2 separate regions of the Mus musculus genome follow, and region 2 is linked to region 1. A link is a contact called in public Hi-C data. All regions are on one chromosome and are shown on one strand. The core of a region is the stretch at or near the end of the contact, and the rest is flanking DNA. Distances in the headings are between cores, read along the strand shown. Region 1 has its middle 15 kb from the start of Gm46168. Region 2 overlaps Pou2f1 (POU domain, class 2, transcription factor 1).

The links. A called contact is a pair of places that touch in the nucleus more often than the background predicts.
Region 2: a Hi-C map of neural progenitor cells shows a contact between it and region 1, with 5 times the contacts expected there. The contact joins two enhancer-like sites. A contact is called at or near these places in 3 of 484 Hi-C or Micro-C datasets (embryonic stem cells, neural progenitor cells and trophoblast stem cells), 1 of 115 datasets of contacts at active chromatin or transcription factors (stem cell-derived neural progenitor cells) and 1 of 9 other capture datasets (liver).

What each region holds. Positions count from the first base shown.
Region 1 is chr1:165,734,446-165,740,028 of GRCm38.p6, reverse strand. No RefSeq gene overlaps it. Among named protein-coding and RNA genes, the nearest start is that of Gm46168, 15 kb to the left of the region's middle. Within about 2 kb of position 3,443, at least 43 of the 459 cell types and tissues checked have an H3K27ac peak or open chromatin away from gene starts, as enhancers often do. A contact at or near this core is called in neural progenitor cells, where this site is marked.
Region 2 is chr1:165,946,130-165,951,712 of GRCm38.p6, reverse strand. The region is part of intron 1 of Pou2f1 (POU domain, class 2, transcription factor 1); the gene reads left to right. Among named protein-coding and RNA genes, the nearest start is that of Pou2f1, 54 kb to the left of the region's middle. Within about 2 kb of position 3,257, at least 14 of the 459 cell types and tissues checked have an H3K27ac peak or open chromatin away from gene starts, as enhancers often do. A contact at or near this core is called in neural progenitor cells, where this site is marked.

The sequences.
Region 1 (5,583 bases), core at 2,194-4,693:
TAGTATTAAGATCGTATGAAGCCTAGAGTACCCTGAGGAGTTACTTGTTTTTAGTGCTGAGGTGTGTTTCTCGGATACAGGCATCCTGGGTTTGTTTTTTATTTTGATTTTGTTTTGACCCAATAGTAAGTCTCTGTCTTTGGCTATGAGAGTTGAGTCCACTGATAGATACAGTTTTTGAAAGTTGTTTCTTAATCCCTGCTGTTTGCTTAATTTGTGTGTTTGGTGGTGAGCTGGTTAGTTTTTTGTCAACTTGATACAAACTAGAGACATGTGGGAAGAGGGGACCTCAACTGAGAAATTGCCTCCATCAGAATGAAGTGTGGGCACAGCTCAAGGGACATTTTCTTGATTGCTAATTGATGGAGAAGGGCCTGGCCCACTCTGGGTGATGGTAGTCTTGGGTAGGTGGTCCTGGGTTGCATAAGACAGGTAGCTGCCCTGGAGTCGGGGAGCAAACAAGTCGTTTCTGGTTAAACTCTTGCCTTGAGTTCCTGCCATGGTTTCTCTTGATGACTGGCTGTAACCTATAAGCCAAATAAAAGTAACCTTTTTCTTTCACAAGTTACTTTTGTAAATGGTGTTTTAGCATACACTAGAAAGATCAAGATCTCTAGGAGAACAAGTTATAGATTCTCAGGAACAGTTCATGGAACAGATTAGCAAGGGGACACTCTTGGTCATAGCAAGAGGGGCACTCTTGGTCAAAGACACTTGTTCCCCTTTGCAACACAGCCTGTTGTAAGTGTGTGATCATCCCACTAGGCCTGGGAGGTATCTGTTTACAAAAATTCCCTGATGGCTGGGGTTGGTTTTCATCCTTGATGAGCCTGGGTTTCCCATACCAACAGTCCTTAGCTAAAGCACCTGGTTTTCTAGTCCACACTTCACGGCTTGTAAATTTAACATCCTTTGAGGAACTTTGTCTGCACCAGGATTTATTCTCTCTTCTTCAGCCTTTGATCCTTTGACCAGGACAGTTTACAGATCAAAGTTGTGCCCACTGAAGGTTGGTTCTTAGTCACTTGAGATGTTTTGTTTCTTGTTTTGTTTCACCTTAAAATTCAGAGTGAGGCTACTGTGGAAAGACACCAAGCCAATACCCTGAATTACAGAAATAAGAGCAGGGGCTTTGGGCCCAGCAGGAGGGAAAGATGACAGTCTGACTAGACCAAATGCCAACCTTGTATCCTGCATCATTGTGAGAATGTAAATGGGCTTGGCCACTGAGGAAAACAATTTGCAATTATCTTCTATACTTAGACCTAGTTGTCCTCATAATTCGAATAGCATTCTAGAGAGGGCTTTGCTCAGCCTTTGTAGTAGAAAAAAAAAACAGAATATGACCGAGTAGAACCTGCTCAACTTTCCTCAGCAAGAGGGACATTTTCACCGAGAGGAACATCATACAACAACAAAAATCACCTCCTGCTACGGGCATCAATATGGAAGCACCGTGAAAACAGAAAGCTCCATGGGAAGACCTTCCGAGGTGCCTCGGTGGTTAAGAGCATTTGCTGCTCTTGCAGAGGACCTGGGTTCAGTTTCCAGCATCTGCGTGGTGACCACACCAATTTTACCTCCAGTTCTAGGGACTCCGAAGCTCTCTTCTGAACTGAGGTTACCAGGTATGCACATAGTATGTATGTAGTGCACATACACACATGTAGGGGAGCCCTCATACACATAACATAAAAACAGGTGCTGCATAATAAAGAACAATGAACTCCTGGGGTCATTTTCCAAGAGTGGGTCCATTTCACTCACAAGAGTTTTGATCTCTCCTGTCCTAATCAGATGCTAGTCCAATCTGAAACAAGTCTTGTCTACAAGAGAATGGTCTAATCAAAGAGAGTCTAATCTTAAGCAGTAGCCCAAACGAAGGCTACTCTCTTTGTAGATTGAACAGCACAGCACATATGGTAACAAAAAAGGAAGGAGGAACCTTTGTCTTAGGCAATCGATGCTTTCCAAACCACACAAGGCCACATAAACTCCTAACGGATCTGGTGGCTTCAATTTGCTCTAAAATCACATTGGTTCTTACAGACAATAGTTTTTTAAAAAGGACTTGAAGTAGGGAGGGGGTGTGCTGGGGTGCCTGATGCCTAGGGGTAGTGAGAAGGAAGGGGGGAGAATGTATACAACCAAGATACATTGTTTACATGTATGATATTGTCAAAGAATAAATAAAAGATAGTCTATTTTTAAAAAGAAAGAAACCACAGCTTAAAATAAACATATATCAAGGCGTTTTGCTCGGAGATGTTTGTCCTTGTGAGCAATGGCATCTGATCTCACTTCTCTACCCTGCTCAAATCATCACAGACTTGCTGTGGCAACATCCCCTTTCTAAACTATTCCCTGAGCAGTTATTGAAAATTCAGCTTCCTTCTGGAGGGGGTGGATTCCTCAGGCCCAGATTAATGGCGTCAGATCTGTGGGTGAGGCTGCATCTATAATAAATAAAGGCTGTCCCAGAACACTGCTGTTTGAGAATCCCTTTGATGTCTCCCTTTCTTTCACGAGCTACAGGATTCACTGACTCTTTTTCTCAAAGGGACTTGGAAGCCAGGCGTGCTGGGAGCATCTGTAGCTACAGCTCTCTGAGAGGCTAAGCAGGAGGCTATCAAGTTCGAGGCGAGCCTGGGCTACATTGTGAGATGAGGTATCAAAAGATTCCAGTAGCACCAACAGGAGATTTGGGCCTAGTTTTCTCCTTCTGTTGAGTTTTCTTCTTCTGAAGTTGGCACTGTGAGTCATGCATCTAGGTAAATAATTTTCTCAAATGCCAGCGCACGCGACCGGCGAGAGGAGAGCTTTGGGGAGACAGCTCTCTCCTTCCACCTTATCGATGCAGGCTCTGTCTTATGTTCTCTGATGGAGTGAAGCTGAGTACTCCTAGCTAGCTGGCCTAAGAGCTTCCAGCCAGCTCTGTCACCAGCTCTCATCTCTCAAACGGAACGTTGGGGTTACAGATGAGGGCTTCTGTCTCTAACGTTTAACATGGGATCACCAGGTGTTGAAACTGGGTCCTCAACCCAGGTCTTCAGGCTCCGACAGCAAGGACCTTTTTTTTTTTTTTAAACCTTCTGAGCTGTTTTGTCCCTTCGTCCTTCTCATTTATTTAAAGGACAGCAATCTTACTGTTTGTCAGCAGCAGGGCCTTTATCAAGAGATTGCATGTTTGCATTCTGTCACGTTTATCAAAAGCCCAGTCAAGAGAAATAAATCTTTGTTTGATGGATTTCCTGAGAATGTGTGGCTCGCTCATTTAAACATTTTAAGCAGGTCTAGACTCTACTTTGGAAACAGGGAGACAGTAGCCTCCCTGGGATTGACTGACTGCTCTCTCGGATGCTTTAATGAACCTTGCTTCGGAATTACGTCACCAGTCTTACTTTGAACACTGTTGAAACAGAGGGATGCCAGACTTGGGGCAAACCTATGATCCTGGCTCTTTGGAGGCTGAGGCAAGAGGATAATGAGTTTGAATCTGAGATCGGCCTGAGTTATTTTGTGAGTTCTATATTTATACAGCAAGACCTTGCCTCAAAATAAATACAGGAAGAGAGAAGGGAAGAAAAATGAGAGTGAGTTGTGGGGGCAGAGATCGCCACAGTTCTAAGACTGAAGCGTCTTTCTCTGGAGACTGTGTGGCATGCTCTGGTCACAAGAGGGCGCTGTTTCTATAGCTTGCAACAGTCTTGCAAATGATCTGTGAACTCATGGATGGGAGAAGTTTGCTGTCTCAGAGTCGCAGGTTTCCGCAGTGAGGCATGTTTCGACACTCCAGTCCAGACTGTAGCTGGAGCCTCCCCAAACAAGGACGTCTGTGCAGAGACAGAACCAGTATTGTCAAAACATCAGTTTCAGGATCTAAACTAGAATAAAAGATAAACGACCTAGAATATTTCTTGGCTTAAAACGGAAGTATTGGAGCTGTACGGATGGCTCAGCAGTTAAAAGCACTTTTTGCTCTGGCCGAGACTCAAGTTTGATTCCCAGTATCCACATGGAGGGTTCCAGAGGATCTGATAACCTCGTCTGGTTTCTGCAAGCACTACATGCGTAAGGTATCCATACATAGGTAGTCAAACCACTCATAAACATAAAATAAAAATAAATAAACCTTTAAAATGGAAGTGTCATCCCATGATGCTGTGGTGGGCCCACACAAGTATCCATCCGAAGCATCGGGTCACAGCACGTCATACCTGCCAGGGACTCAGAACACAGAGGGCCAGTGAACTCAACCACCGTTAAGCAAGTGAGTGGGTTGTGTTCTACTGCACGGATTTTACTGGACCAAAGAAAACCAACAGGGGAATTCGCGTTGGAAGAGGCACGTCTGGACTCAAAATGGAGGCCATGATCCAAAGGAACCAGAGCAGCTGAGAAAGCTGTTTTTTGGTGGTCTGAGCTTCGGAACCACAAATAACTTAAGAGAACATTTTGAGAAACGGGGCACTATTAGAGACTGTGTGATAATGAGGAATCCCCAACAAGACGTTCCAGAGGCTTAAGGCTCCTGACCTTATCTCTTGATGCTGCGGTGAGTGTTCCCCCCACCCCCCTCCCAAAGCTGATGACTGGGGTGGAACCGAGGCGCCATTTCTAGAGAGGCCAAAAGCCATGGTACTTGTTGAACAGTGAAAGAAAATGTTGGTAGTATAAAGGAAAATACAGAAGAGTATAATCTAAGAGACTACTTTGAAAAGTATGGCAGAAGCCATCTACATCATAGAAGTCAAAGAGTGGGGAAAAAAAGAGGATTTGCTTTTGTAACTTTTGATGATCATGGCAGAGTTGATAAAATTGTTCAGAAATACCACACTGTCAATGGGTGTAATTGTGAAGTGGAAAGAGCTGTTTCTAAACAAGAGATGCACCTGCTGACCACAAAGAGTCTGTCAATGGGCATAATTGCGAAGGAGAGATGCAGTCTGCAGGATCGTAGAGGGTTGGGGAGGAGGATGTGGCAACTTTGTGGGTCAGTGAGGAAACTTTGGAGGCAATTTTGGTCTTGGTGGAAACTTTGGTGGAAGAGGAGGCTATGGTGGCAGAGATGGTGGCTGCAGAGGTAGTTACAGAAGTGGTGATGGTGGATATAAAGGATTTGAAGGTGATGGTGGTAACTGTGGTGGTGGTCATGGTTACAATAGTAGAGGAGGCAATGGTGGTGGACCAGGATATGGAGACCGAGGTGGTGGAGGAGGATGTAACGGTTACAATGGAGGGAACTTTGGTGGAGGTGACTGTGGTGGTGGTGGTGGTGGTGGTAGGAACTATAATGACTTTGGAACTTAGAGTGGATAATGGCACGGATCCAGGGGTGGGTTAGTTTTGGTGGAAGAAGCTCAGGCAGTCCCCATGGCAGTGGCTATAGGTCTGATGGTAGAAGTGGTGGACTTGGTAGCAGAAGGTTTTACAAACAGTAGAAAAGGGCTATAGTTCTTAGCAGGAGAGAAAGTGAGGGGTTGTCAGGAAAGCCATAGGTTACTTTGAGATAGTTGTTCCGCATGCCTTAGAGGAACTGTAAAAGTCTGCCACAGAGGGAGCGATGATCCATAGTCAGAAACA
Region 2 (5,583 bases), core at 2,008-4,507, 210 kb before region 1:
AGGAGGAACCCCATGCCCATGCCCACAATGACACACTTACTCTAACAAGGCCATACTTCCTAATAGTGCCACTCCCTGGACCAAGCATATTCAAACCATTACAGAGGCTACAAGGTGGGAAGAAGTGCTGAGCAAAGGGGATAGGACAAAAGACAGAAGTGACAGGAGGCAAGTGGGAAGGAGGCTACTGGAGGTGGAGGGGGCAGAAGAGGAGATGGGAGAGAAGAGAAATAGCACAGTTTGTTGGAAAACATATAAGGAAACCAGATTCTTTATAGGCTAATAAATCTTTTTCAAAAGCAGAAATATAGGCCTGTGGAAACAGCACATCAAGTGAACACCGTTAATACATAGGCTGAAATGGCTCTATGTGAGGTGATTAGTCTGAAGCGCATTCTGAATCCATTTCTTATTGATTCTTTATTGCTGTCTTTGAAGACCTAGGTAGGGTTCATTCTTTCACAGTTCTTTTCCCATAAGAGTGGAGTAAATGCTGACAGTACATTAAGTTGATTCCTTAGGAAAACATTCTTTGAATAAGGTACACCTGTGGTACAACTATCCCAGCTTTAAAAAAACAACATGGTGGCTGGGCAGTGGTTGCGCACGTCTTTAATCCGAGCACTTGGGAGGCAGAGGCAGGTGGATTTCTGAGTTCGAAGCCAGCCTGGTCTACAGAGTGAGTTCCAGGACAGCCAGAGAAACCCTGTCTTGAAAAACAAACAAACAAACAAAAAACATGGCAAGCAAAGGAAAGGAAACAAGTGTGTATTTTTTTCTTTCTCCTGTTGTCTGATTTGTATGTTAAGTCACCTGTCTGAGGCTTGATATGTGTAGCTCAGGGAACCATTTACCTAGTGTCATATGAGACCTTAGGTTCCATCTCCAGTGGCATCTTCCCTCAAACAAAAAGTATGCATGCATATATGACCTAAGAAAATTTCACCATATTACTTACACAAACAGATCCTGATAATAAGGAAACACTTCATTTGAATGTCTTTGTCTTTCTGATTTGTTTTGGTTTTTTTCTCATAAATTGTGACCAATCTTTAGATTTACTTAAAGTAGTTAATTGTCATGCTGGAGTTGAACCCAAGACTTGTACATAATAGGCAAGTGCTTTACTATTGAGCGTACATCTTTAGTCCCCAAATTTTTAAAGTACATTTTATGGGATAGTACTGAAAGCACTTAGCAATTTCACAAAATGACCTCGTTGGTGTCTTAATTAGGGTTATTCTTGGTGTAATGAAACACCATGACCAAAAGCAAGTTGGGGAAGATAGGGGCTCACCCTTCCACATCATAGTCCATCACTGAAGAAACTCAAACTGATGCAGAAGGGGTGCTGCTTAGTGACTTACTCATCATGGTTTTCCCAGTCATTTTTATAGAACCCAGGAATGAGACCGCCCACAATGGGTCAGGCCCTCCCTTATCAATCATTAATTAAGAAAATGACCTTCAGCAGGGTGTTATGGACGCATTTTCTCAACTGAGGTTCCCTCCTTCAGATAATTCTGTATGTCAAGTTGACATAAAACTAGCCAGCGCAGCTTGTTGAGTCCATCATTTTTAACATCTGATGTGTTTGAGCTAACTAGAGGCTTTTTTCTCCATTAACTATTTTAGTATGTCTATGATAGCTTTCATGCTGCTAGCCTAGTTCTTTGAAATGTTACCCATTAGAAATATGTTTTTAAAAAGTTTTAGTACATCAAGACAGTATCTAATAAATTAGATACTAAAGAAATGCATACTTTTATGTTTTTAAAGAATTCAGCAGTGAAGGATGTTAAAGTTTGTGGCTCAGACTTTATACTCTTCCCCATATAAACATTTTCTGTCTTGGAAAATTTGTTTTTATGAAAGGATAAATGGTTAAATTTTCTGCCCTGGGTGTGAAGACCTAGATGGTTGGAAATGAATATGAATGATAGTGAGTGAGTTAGCCTGGGTTCAAGACTCTCCTCTCCTTGTATAATAAAGACTCTTGGTTACCCCTTGGTAATGTTGCATGTAACAGAAACAGACCTGCCCAACTTGATACTCTGCATCTTCTTTAGACAGAGGATACCAGCCAGCAGACTCCTTTCAGAAGGCTAGTAAGCTCCTTAGATTTTATTCTATTACTCTCACTCGGATTCCAAAGAGTAGAATAAATCCCTGCAGTTTTTCACATATCTCTCTGAAGTTTGACGCTGTAAATCAGTGTTCACACTTTACACTGTTCAGAATCTTATAGAGAATTGATTTCAGAACATATTTCTGGAACCTCCGCCCTTAGAGTTTCTAATTTAGTAGATCTGATGTAGGACCCAAGAATTTATATTCTAAGTTGGTGTTGATGATAGTGCTGACCCAGCTACTATCTCTATGACTACAAACACTTTAATTAGGCCAAAGAACAGCCATAGCACATTAATTTAAGGAAACGAGGCACATTCTTTAATTCAGAACTTTAATAAACTGTTAGTCTCTCTGGGTGCTGTTTACTACATTAAGGGAACCCCACCCTTACTCCCATAAATATTGACTTAATTTTTTTTCTCTTTTCAACTTCTTTATGTATGTGTGTGTGTATATATATATATATATATATATATTAGGTATTTTCCTCATTTACATTTCCAATGCTATCCCAAAAGTCCCCCATACCCCCCCCCCACTCCCCTACCCACCCACTCCCACTTTTTGGCCCTGGCATTCCACTGTACTGGGGCATATAAAGTTTGCAAGTCCAATGGGCCTCTCTTTCCAGTGATGGCCAACTAGGCCATCTTTTGATACATATGCAGCTCTGGGGTACTGGTTAGTTCATATTGTTGTTGCACCTATAGGGTTGCAGATCCCTTCAGCTCCTTGGGTACTTTCTCTAACTCCTCCATTGGGGGCCCTGTGATCCATCCAATAGTTGACTGTGAGCATCCACTTCTGTGTTTGCTAGGCCCCGGCCTAGTCTCACAAGAAAGAGCTCAACTTCTTTAGTCAAAACATTTTTCCTAAATTTGATGATTGCCTTCCTCTAATTTAACAGACACACTAGCCCCTGCTGTTAGGCTGGAGGTCACTTTTGGATTAGTAGAAATTTATTTTACTTGAAACTTCAAGCAAAGATAGATTTTTAAAAACAATTGTGTTTTTTTTTTTTTTTTTTTTTTTTTTTTTTTTTACTAAGATACCACAATTGCTTGCACAATTGAAACTTTTTAAATCCGTCTGAGGTCAGTACAACTTTTGGTGAGCCATTACCAGCTGTGTCTGTTGCTATGGAAACTCAGCAGGGACTAGCAGTGTTATAGTTGTAAGGACCACACCTGGCTTATTTGCATCCAATTTAAGTTGAGAAAATTTCTAAAAGAATAAAAGGTCTCTCCTGTGCCAGTGGATAGCAGAAGGAGCTTGTCAGTTTGTAGCCTTCAGGGTGAGTGGGTTTTTCTCTTCCTGGAGGCTTTTAGTGAATATGTTAAAGCTCATGTTTGTTCTGTGTGTTCACATGTGTCAATGTTTTGCTACCCTTTTTGTGTAAAGTGATCTTTTTTGTTTAGGATTTTATCTTTGGTTTATACTTTTAAATTTTTAAAGTGTTTTCCATTTTCATAGAGAACTGAAAAAAGAAATCACATTTTCAAAAAGAAAAATCTAATTTCTCATTTGTGCTCAACCTGTAATAACATTTTAGTGAGTTCTTGCTGCTATACAGGCTTACAGGTGATCATAAGCTGATATCTCTCTTTCAGCATTAAACAACACACACCAACACCAAATCTCTCATACTCACCATTCTCACCAAATGACCAAAATTCCAATTAAATTTTGGACTTAAAAAAACTAGAAAACTACTTATTTTTATGCGTTTCCAGCCACACTTGGGGAATTCTTACACTTGACTAGAAGGACACTACAGGATAAAACTCTGGAAAACATTCTAGAGAGTATGATAATTAAATCCAGTCTTCATGATTCAAGCTTGAGGCTCTTACCACATGAAAAAATAACAAGTATTCAGACTTAATTGCTCAGTTTAGTGTAGCCTGAGTTCTTTATTTTTAGTTTCATTGGCTTTTATAACTGTTAGTGCCTTGGCCTCCCCAAGTCACCATGTAGCTACCTTGGTAGTGTGAGACATTGTTTACATAATGAGAACATTACCTAGCTATAGAGATTTTATAAGAAGCAATGAAATAACTCATCTTAAAATATTCTGAAATATATACACATATGTAACTGTCAGACATACTCTAGACAGATAGGCAACTCAAGTAGCCATATTGTTCTTCTTATTGCTATAACATAATACCTGATAGAAGCAACTTTAGCAAAAAAAGCTGTGTTTTAGTTCACAGTCTAAGTATATCATGGTGATGATGAACAGTGAAACTAGCTCTAACTATGGCAAGAGTATGTGAGCTCATGTATCACACTGTGTCCAAAGTCAGGAGGCAGAAAGGCGGGCTGCTACCTGCTCAGTTTGCTTTCCTTTTCCTTTAGTACTCAGTCCATGATACCTTCACAGATATGCTCAGAGATACAGGTGTTTCCTAGGTAACTATAAGTCCAGTCAAATTGGTAATTAAAAAATAACTATCATGTAGAAGCATAATTAGTAGGATGTATCTAAGTAATTTTTATTGAACATTCTAAGCTACAAAATAAGGAAGGTAGTTTGAACTAATTACATATTTGGCTTTTAAATTTTTTAGAATAAACATGTGTGTGACTGTAGAGTATGTATAAATGCATGTTTGTGTATGTGTGTGCGTGTCCATGCCTATGGAGGCCGGAGGATGATATTGAGTATCTTCCTCAGTCACTTTCCCCTCATTTTTTGAAACAGTGCCTCACTAATTTGTTAGACTGGCTTACTAGCCATTGAGTTCCAAATTCATCCGTCTTCATCCACCTAGGTCACAAACGGAGCTACCATTTATGTTTGGTTTTTGCTTTTTTTATGCAGGCACTAGCAATCTGAATTCAGCTGCCACACTTGATTTTGTGTGCACCATTAAACTAGATTTATTCAGAATTTCATGAACTAGGAATATATGTAAACATATAGTTAAACTAATTATGAAAGAGCTTGACATTAAAATACATGGCAAGTGAAAGTCAGTGCCTGTACTAATCCCTTGCTGGTTGAGGCTGTTGGTGCTCTCTGCTGATGAAGATTCTTGACACTTGAAGACAGTGTAACAGTCAACCAGCAGTGCAGAGTCACCCACTATGTGTGCCTATTACTGACCTTCCCTATTTTCCCAATACAAAATGTGATCTGTTTTTTTTAAAGACTATTTTTAAATTAGTAAAAACTTGCATTGACTTATTTGTATCATTTCTAAACAGTTTGATGTTTGCAGTTTGGGAGCGGTGAATGCTAAAATGAAAATGAGTTTTTGGTTTTGGTTAGGAGAATGCGCCTATTAAAGAAAATCTTTAGGCAATTTTTATCCAGCTTCATGAAAGTACACCTTAAAATATATACTCCAAGGACTTTCTCTTTAACTTCATGTTCTTCAGTAAGGTCAGATTATAAAATTTGTTTTGTAAAGGAAGGAATGGGCATAAGAGAGATGCCTACCT